2 separate regions of the Pan troglodytes genome follow, and region 2 is linked to region 1. Evidence: chromatin contacts called from public Hi-C data. All regions are on one chromosome and are shown on one strand. Each heading gives the region's core, a stretch centred on a gene start, on an enhancer-like site or on the middle of the called end of the contact. The rest is flanking DNA. Distances are from core to core; before and after follow the strand shown.

Region 1 (4,559 bases), core at 560-3,059:
AGCAAGGGAGAAAAGTTAACAATAGGAACTATTTATAACCTTTCATTGCCTAATAAAAATCCAAATTTTCTACCCCCACTCCCACACCAGGAGGAGGAGGTCCCAATCCCTGTACACAACCTTAACGATACTCCCAGCCAGGGAGGAAGAGGTTACATAATGAGCCTAGGCCAGCCAAAATGCCAGGGGCATAATTGACCAGGGCTACAAAGGCTTTGGTGGGTGGGGAAGAAGGGAAGAGGTAGGTAGCAGGCTTAATCTGAGCCAGGCAGACAGCTTAGACATTTGATGACTGATATTCACTACAGAGAGAGAGATTTTACTTTCCTTTCAGGACACCGAGGAGAGAGAGAACAGACTGCCTGCCCACGTGAACGCACAATCAAGAGAGGCCTCATGTACCAGCAGTTGGCTATCCTAACCAGACACCACAGTGGAATCTCCACCTTCACCAGCAACATTCGGTGTGCACAAATCCTCAGCTCAAAACTTCTTCCCTCAACCACACAATGAGTGCCTGGACAGAAAGGAAAAGGGTGGCATTTCTCATGCCAAGACACCTGCAATAGCACCTCTTGCCTGCCCAGAGTGCCCAGTGCCTGGCCCCATCTTTTCCCCATGTCCCAAACTCCCCTTCCCTTCCCAGTTTTCAGCTTTTGCTGATCCTTCCTCACAGCTCATTTTTAGCTGTATTTTTACCACCACTCCAGTATATTGTCTTCCCATGTCCTACTTATTACCCACTCCCTGCCATACAGCATCAGCAACACAAAAGGCACACACAGGTTAGGACATAAAGGGTGTGTATCTCCCACCACCCACAATTAGGCAGAGGAAGGTGCCAGATATGCCAAAGTAAAAATATGGTTGAGTTCTCTTTCAGCATTGCTACATAAACTTTTGTCCACACTGAGGATAAAGCAAGCCCCTTTACATACAGCAAGATTCCTAGTCCCATGTTTCTGCAGAAAAACAGGGTGGAAATTCAAAACACCCAAATTAAAGGCAAGAGAGATGTGAGTTGGGGACTCCCCAGAAAGGAACAAACAGGAAAATTCTTGAATTGATTTTTTAAAATAAACAACTATGAATATATCTGTTAAACGCTGCAAATTTGTAATGTCACACATATTTCCAGGTATAAAATATATATACATATAAAATGTCTTTAAAAATATTTCCATCAATTTGTTTTTTTTTTTTTTTTGCTCCTACTTCAACAGCCCCTAAAGAAAAACTTCAGATGTTAAAAAAAGCAGCCTTCAAAAGACATCAAATGCTTTTTTTAAAGCTAGCAATTACATGCTTTGTCCAGTTAAGGTTTCAGCTTTTCAGCCAAAGCCTGTTGTTGAATTTTCTCAAGCAGTAGAATATTAAAAACAAAACAAAATCTTGGAAGCAATCTATTGGGTGACGCTTCCTATCCTCCAAGATCTGGTAGGTCAAAATTCAGAGGAAATAGGACTCAATCCTTAAATAATGCATATGTACCCACTTAACTATTTATACGCCAGGTATACAATTTCCAAGAATTTCCGTTAGCCAAACAGATCTCTGTAACTGCTGGAGGGGAAAATACCTCCCAAATACATTCTCAGCAAAGCAGTACTGCAAGGACACTCAAGTTTCATTCAGAAATGAAGTGTCATTGTATAAAATCTTTGGTAGAGGGGGAAGGAAATCACTGAAAACATTCTTACCATGCTCATCAGGCTCTGTTGGCTTGGATACTTCTCTGAATGGCATTATAACTGCATCTCCAGGCACTCTGGGGCTTTCCACATACTTGGGCTTCCTGACGGGACCTGTAGTGGGAAAGATCTGAGTGTGGCTAATTTTTTCCAGATGAAAACAAAGCCTTGGAATGTACAGTGTGTGTCCTTACCAGGACCCAAATATGCCTAGAGGAAGAGCCAGTGCCTTCCCCTCCCTTAAACACGCGCGCACACACACACACACACACACACACAATTTCAGTACAGACGAGGGAACGTCCAGTCTGGCCTGCCAAAGAAGAAAAGAGTAAGCTCAGATTTGAGAATGTAAACCCTAACAAAAACAAAAGCTGCTCTCTTGCTGTGAAGTCGCTACAGCTGTCTTCACTGGTCAAGTGGGTGATTTTGACATGTTCAAACCTGGACTGCTTTGTGATGAAGGGTTTGATTTTCCTCTAACTAGGACAAGGATGGGACAAAGATGATTTGGTAGCTTGGTATCTCTAAAGTCAGGGGGCAAGGATTACAAACAGCCGGCCTGTAACAGCAACACAGTCTGCGCACCAGCCACAAGAACGCAGGCATCTTATCTGGCTGGTGACGCACAGTAACTGTGCGGGGCACAGCAGCCAGCAAGCGGGTCAGACATAGGAGAGACCAACAGGCTTATCTCCTACCTCCTGTTCCCACAGCCCCTGCTTATTATCAGAAAATCCGGAATTCTTCGTAAGACTGGACGGAACCCTCACATACAATGATGCAGCCGTTTTGGAAAACAGTTTGGCAGTCGTTCAAAAGGTTAAGTGCAGAGTTACTACATGGTCCTGCAGTTCTACTCCTATGGGAATATATGTTCACACAAAAACTTGTACACAAATGCTCATAGTAACGCCATTTGTACTAGCTAAAGGTATGTCAAATGACAACAACAAAATGTTCTTTGCCCACACAATGGAATATTATTGGGCAGTAGAAAGGAATGAAGTATCGATTCATGCTACAACATGGATGAAGCTTGAAAACATTCTGCTAAGTGAAAGAAGCCAGTCACAAAGGATCTACATGATTCCATTCATATGTCATGCCCAGAATAGCCAAATCTTTCAGAAAGTATAAATGGTTGCCAGGGGCTGGGGGTTATGCAGGCTATGCAGGCCTGTGGGGTAATGGTAAGGGATATGTGACTTCTTTCTAGGGTGACCAGATGTTCTAAAATTAGGTTGTAGGGATGGTTGTACAACTCTATGAATATATTTAAAATTAGTCTATTGTATGCTTTAAATGGGTGAACTGTATGGATGTGTATTATACCTAAACAAAACTGCTTAAAAAAAATTAAAAGGCTAGGCGCGGTGGCTCACACCTGTAATTCTTGCACTTAGGCCAACACAGAAGGATCACTTGAGCCCAGGAGTTTGAGACAAGCCTGGGCAACACAGTGAAGACCTGGTCTCTATACAAAAATAATAACAAAGAGGCCAGGCACGGTGGCTCATGCCTGTAATCCCAGCACATTGGGAGGCCGAGGCGGGTGGATCATGAGGTCAGGAGTTCGAGACCAGCCTGGCCAAGATGGTGAAACCCCATCTCAACTAAAAAAAATACAAAAATTAGCCAGGCGCGGTAGTGGGTGCCTGTAATCTCAGCTACTCAGGAGGCTGAGGCAGGAGAATCGCTTGAACCCAGGAGGTGGAGTCTGCAGTGAGCTGAGATCACGCCACTGCACTCTAGCCTGGGCGACAGAGCAAGACTCCGTCTCAAAAAATAAATAAATAAAAATAAACAAAGTTAGCTGGGTGCAGTGATGTGTGCCTGAAGTCCAAGCTACTCAGGAGGCTGAGGTGGGAGGATCACTTGAGCCCAGGAGGTAAAGGTTGCAGTGAGCCAAGATCACACCACTGCATTCTAGCCTGGGCGACAGGGTGAAACCCTGTCTGAAAAATAAAGAAAATACTGCCTATTCTGTTACATTTTGGTCCAAAATCACTTCCTTGATTCTAGTGTTCCTTGGTTGCCTTAAAGTGGCTTTTAGCAAGACCACAAAGATAGGAAACATTTTACATCAGTAAGAGAAGGGGTAGTAGAAGACATGCAGGCAGCAATCTACAACTATCCCCTCTTCTTAGCCCTGGGCCATAGCCCTGACAGTCCCAGCGGCCCAGTTCCACCACTGTGTCATGATGGGGTGATGCAGATAGACCATCCTTCTGTCTCAAACGTTTTCTGCATCTAAGAAATTCTGTTCAAAAGATGGTTTATGGTGAGAGATGCTGCCATCTAAAGGCATACTACAAAAGCATTTATACTACTATAAAAATAATCCAATTCCTAGCCAGCTACATGGGTGTACTACATCTTAAACTAGACTGTTATCAAATAAGCTAATAATACTTTACAAATAAGGATGGTATTTCAAACTTCAGGAACCATCATTTTTAAATGATTCATGTAGTATTTAATCACTTGGCGGTCTTCATAATTTAACCCTGTCATAAAGGGAACTTTTACAAAGATTAAAATAGAATGATTACAGGGGACACATAATTGCAATCTAAGTGCGGGATGTAGGCTATTCAACAGTATCCAGACTTTATCTACAACATATATATATATATCCACACATAAATATGCGTAGGGAAAAAGACTTGTGGGGGTTTGGGGGTGGAGCTAAACTATTTGCTGTGTAAGAGACATAAACTAGAAAGAAGGGCCTGAATAGGACAGATACAAATGGAATCAATTAGCTGGGTGTGATGGCATTTGCCTGTAGTCCCAGCTACTCAGGAGGCTGAGGTAGGAGGGTCTTGTGAGCCCAGGAGTTGGAGGCTACAGTAAGCCGTGATT
Region 2 (4,559 bases), core at 960-3,459, 590 kb before region 1:
TCCCAAAGTGACGGGATTACAGGAGTGAGCCACCACACGCAGACACTAATTTTCTAGTACAGTACAGAAAGTCTTTTATGTCGGGCTCTAACTTACCATTCAATGTATGTTTCAGCTACAGGAACAAATCATGAATTCCTAAAACAAACCATAATACCATGACTTTGCAGTTTCTTTATCAAAGTCCTAGTGAGCCTTCACATCTTAGTTCAGGCAATAAATAAATAAATCCTGTAAAATTTCCAAGATTAAGCACCCCTCCCCTATGCTCCCACAGAACCACTGTACAGTCATATTAAGATAATAATAGTTGTTTATACATTAGTCTGATGACTAAACAGTGAGTTGTGGAGGGCAGATACCATGTCAAGCTCATTCTTGTAATGTGAAGCTCTCCATAATTTGTAATTTGACTACAACAAATTACAAATTATCTAAAAAAGTTTTAAGATATTTGACAGATTTTGCATTATAAAATTATTTTCCTACAATAAAATGTCAAAATGTAGACGATTCTTGAACATAGAGCAGATAAAAGAGTTGTGTAAGGTGGGTATGGAGCGGACTAAAAATTGGCTACATGAGAGTCATGGATGACTTTTGTGTCCAAGTTCGTTACCTGACACCTTCATGTAGAACATAACCTGGGCATCCTCGTGCTTTATCTGGGAAAATAGCCCTCTTCCAGGTGGCAGAAAAAAGAAATCATTTGTACTTGAATAAGTAGGAATTCTTAATTCAAGACACCTGACCCAGCATTAAACTTGGAAAAAAACCAAGACTAGTATTATGTCCCCCAGTGACTGCTTCACACACCACCTCAGCAAATTTAATCCTCTCTAGAAATTAACTGCCATGTTTCTGAGACAATCTCGTGAACTTAAATAACTATGGCAAAAATCAAGACTCAAACCCAGGTCTTCTGAGTCTGATGCTACTGCCTCATGCACCAGTCCTGTCTCCCAAAATGCTGTAGAGCTGTTAAATAAAAATATTATACTGACCTCATTTCTCAAACAAACTTTTTGCTACCTCAAGTAAAAGATCTAGTTACACTACGTGTGTGCCTTCTTAATAACTGTACACTATTGGATTTTTAAATCGAAAATTCATCTTTAATCCTACATCTTGGTTCTGGACAGAAAGGTGGAGATTTAAAATAACATGTAATCAGAAAAACAGCTAATCAATCCTACAAAATGGGGGAAAAAACCTCGCCAAATTCAGTTTTCACACATTTAACTAATAGTAACAAACAACTTCAGTCGTGACGAATTTATTACCCAGATAGAGACTTTCCCAATATATTTACTTTGGTACTTGAGAAAAAGTATTAAGTGCAGCATTTTGGGGTGAGGGGGTGGACACACTCATCTTCAATACGCAGTTTCACCAAAATGAGGGAGTTTCCTACTCCCGGCGCCTTCCATATTTTTACTTCTTAGGCCAACAGGTCCATTTTTAATACAATCACCTACTTCGAGTTGCAGAACCCACAATTCACCACAACACAAAAATAACTCTCAGGGCGTCACGATATTCAAAAACTGACGTTACCAATAAGACAATCTTGGCCGAATCTAAGGGGCTACCGAAGTCACTTCGACTCGAGGCCGGGCTGGCCGAGCCGGAGCCCTGCCCGCCTTTGCCCCGCGCTCACCGGCGAGCTCACGCGCGACACCCGCGGCCCGCAGGGCTCCGAAGACCCCCCGCCCCACGGCCCAAGAGGAGGCCGCCCCGCGCCAAAGGAGGGCTCAGGCCTCTTCCCGTCACCCGCCACACGTCCCTGAGGAAGACACACAATCTGTCCCCTGCACCCGCCACAAACTCCACCACCCGACAAAAGGCCCCTGGCAAGGGAGGCCTGCGCTGTGGCCCCTTGGCCCCGGTGGCCCCGGACCAAGCTTCTCCACCTCATCCTGAGAGGAAGCGGCCTCCGCGGCCCCAGGCCTCTTCGTTTCCTCCCCTCCCCCACTCGCGGCCTGGTCCCGAACTAGCTCCCAAGACGGAGAAGAACTAGCTCCGCAGCTCATTACCCCGGCTCCTGAGCCGGCACTGACCAGTGCGCGTCCCACTCGCAGCAACACGCACCGCCGCCTTTCTCCTTGGAGTTCTAGGCCCGTGACTGAGGAAATGCAGTCGGCAGCGAAGCACAATGGCGCCCGCCCCTCTCCCGGATCCGGCGCAGAACCAGCCACCACCGTTAAGTGCCCCTCCCTGCTACTCCTCCCCCCACTTCGCGGACTTCCTGGCTTCTCGCGAGAGTGGCGGCGCGGCGGGGACCGAGAGCTGCGGACGGGCTGGAGGTACCCCACCGCGGGGTGGTGCTCTGACTGCGGGAACCGTTGAAGAGCTGCCCCCGGGGAGTCAGCGAGGCGCCACTGGTAAGCGGCAGCGGCTGGCTGGCCGGCGTGCCGGCAGCTGGGCTGGCGAGTGTGCGGGCGCCGGGCGCTGGAGGCCCGGCCCGGGGTGGCGGTCCCCGCCCGTCTATAGTCTCTGAGCCAGCCCCTTCCCTCCCGGGCTCCGGGTCCCCGCCCACAGGCCCACCTGCAGGGCCCCGTGCTCGAAATAACGCCCAGCTGGTTGGCTTTTTTTTTTTTTTTTTTTTTTTTTTCTTTTTCTGGCTCTTGGTAAGTGGCGCAGTGAATGTTGAATTGAATCAAGCACTGCCTTTTCCGACCTACCCCTCCCCGCTTGCTTCCCTGCCCGCCCTGTGTGATCTAACTGCAAGCCCTTTCCCTTAAGAGTTGGAGCCTGTTTGTCCAACATTGTGATCATTTCCTTGTGGTAAGAATCTTGGTAAATGATGGTGATCATGTCTTTTAAAATCGTGATAGTAACCTTTAATAGCGTAGCCATCGATTTTGCAGTAAACAAATTCACCTATTTAGAAAGAGGGAGGAAAATTGTGAGGTGAATGGTCTGGTGAATATTAGATGAAACTTTCAAAGAACTGTAAATGTGGCAAACTAAGATGTAAATGAGTACTAATAAATAAAAGGGAGTAGGTTAGGGAAAAGCTACATCTAACTATGTGGAAATATTTAGATGATATGTTGATTTGGAATAATGAATCAAAAGTTTTTTAATGGAAAAGATCAGTTATTGAAACTTGGAAAAATACTGAAAGGCACTTGATTTTTTTTAATGACCTATTTTGTTAAGGTATTAAAAGCAATCCTTTGGATCCAAATAATTCCAATAAGTGAAACACAGTGTTTCTACGTGTTTGTCATTACATCGGAAGGGAATGGAGTATCAGTCACTATCATCCTTATTTTATTGTCTTGGGGACTAACAGACTGTACATGTTTCACTATGATAAATTCTAAAATACTATAAATTTTAAAGACTTAAAGGTATTTTAAGTTGGCATGTAAGTGCCAATCTAACTTTTAGGATATGAAATGAAAATAAGCATCTGGTATGGGATAAAGTGAACAGAGATTACTTTTGAGGAAATTAATTTGCCCTTTAAAGAAAAATAATTCTTTTCCAGCCTGTTCGAGTGCCCCTGCAGCATTGTGGTTATAGATACACGGATGTATACACCCTGAAGAACCAGACTATATGGCTTCAAATTCCACCCCTGCCTCTTACTACTTTTGTTATCTCAAGCAATTCCTTAACCTTGCTAAACCTAGGTTTCCTGTAAAACGGGGTTAATAACAGTACTCATGCCCTGTAGCGTTGTTTAGATGAGATAACGCGTCAGTTCCTGAAACAAGTAAGCATTCCGTAATTGTTAGCTATTACATTCCATGTCTAAACCACCAATAATATTGTTTCTTTCTGTGACTTAATATTACATAGGTCTCTTAGACATCTTCTCAAGATTATGCTAAGAGAAATGACTGCACCCTTTTCCTGAGCTATGGCAGTCAGACCTGGCAGTGGTAACTACTCTACAGAACTCCCAAACCTGGCAAGGATGCTGCAGATTTTGGCAGATTATGGCTTTGTCCCCACCCAGCACTGATGATATTATGAAGTGAGTATGACACCAATTTCCTATGCTAAACAGAGCTTCTAGTTTTTTATTGGTGCTAGTAAATAAAGACCACTGATGAATATGTTTTTATTATTTAAGAATGGTTCGTTGTGTTTCTTTTTAATGTACTCTCTGATTTTAGTATTCAGGTAATTATCATGAGTGATAAATAATTATTGAGATTTTGCTATGCTGCAGACATTTTGCAGCCGGGCACCGTGGCTCACGCCTGTAATCCCAGCACTTTGGGAGGCCAAGGTGGGTGGATCACGAGGTCAGGAGATCGAGACCATCCTGGCTAACACAGTGAAACCCTGTCTCTACTAAAAGTACAAAAAATTAGCCGGGCGTGGTGGCAGGCGCCTGTAGTCCCTGCTACTTGGGAGGCTGAGGCAGAAGAATCACTTGAACCCAGGAGGCAGAAGTTGAAGTGAGCCAAGATCATGCCACTGCACTCCAGCCTGGGCAACAGAGTGAAACTCCATCTCAAAAAAAAAAAAAAAGACATTTTGCTAGGAATTGTGGATGTGAATAGGTAAAACATGGTCATGGAAAATGACCATAGTTT

The links. A called contact is a pair of places that touch in the nucleus more often than the background predicts.
Region 2: a Hi-C map of stem cell-derived neural progenitor cells shows a contact between it and region 1, with 4 times the contacts expected there. The contact joins the promoter of MARCHF7 here to the enhancer-like site in region 1. A contact is called at or near these places in 1 of 7 Hi-C or Micro-C datasets (stem cell-derived neural progenitor cells) and 1 of 1 datasets of contacts at active chromatin or transcription factors (stem cell-derived excitatory neurons).

The regions. Positions count from the first base shown.
Region 1 is chr13:61,168,146-61,172,704 of NHGRI_mPanTro3-v2.0_pri, reverse strand. TANC1 (tetratricopeptide repeat, ankyrin repeat and coiled-coil containing 1) reads right to left here. Exons shown (of 29, transcript XR_010150111.1): 6 at 1,701-1,805. Among named protein-coding and RNA genes, the nearest start is that of WDSUB1, 150 kb to the left of the region's middle. Within about 2 kb of position 1,809, at least 5 of the 24 cell types and tissues checked have an H3K27ac peak or open chromatin away from gene starts, as enhancers often do. A contact at or near this core is called in stem cell-derived neural progenitor cells, where this site is marked.
Region 2 is chr13:61,760,095-61,764,653 of NHGRI_mPanTro3-v2.0_pri, reverse strand. MARCHF7 (membrane associated ring-CH-type finger 7) reads right to left here and starts at 2,209. Exons shown (of 10, transcript NM_001280320.1): 1 at 2,092-2,209. It overlaps BAZ2B (bromodomain adjacent to zinc finger domain 2B), which reads left to right and starts at 2,261. Exons shown (of 40, transcript NM_001428164.1): 1 at 2,261-2,384; 2 at 3,814-3,991.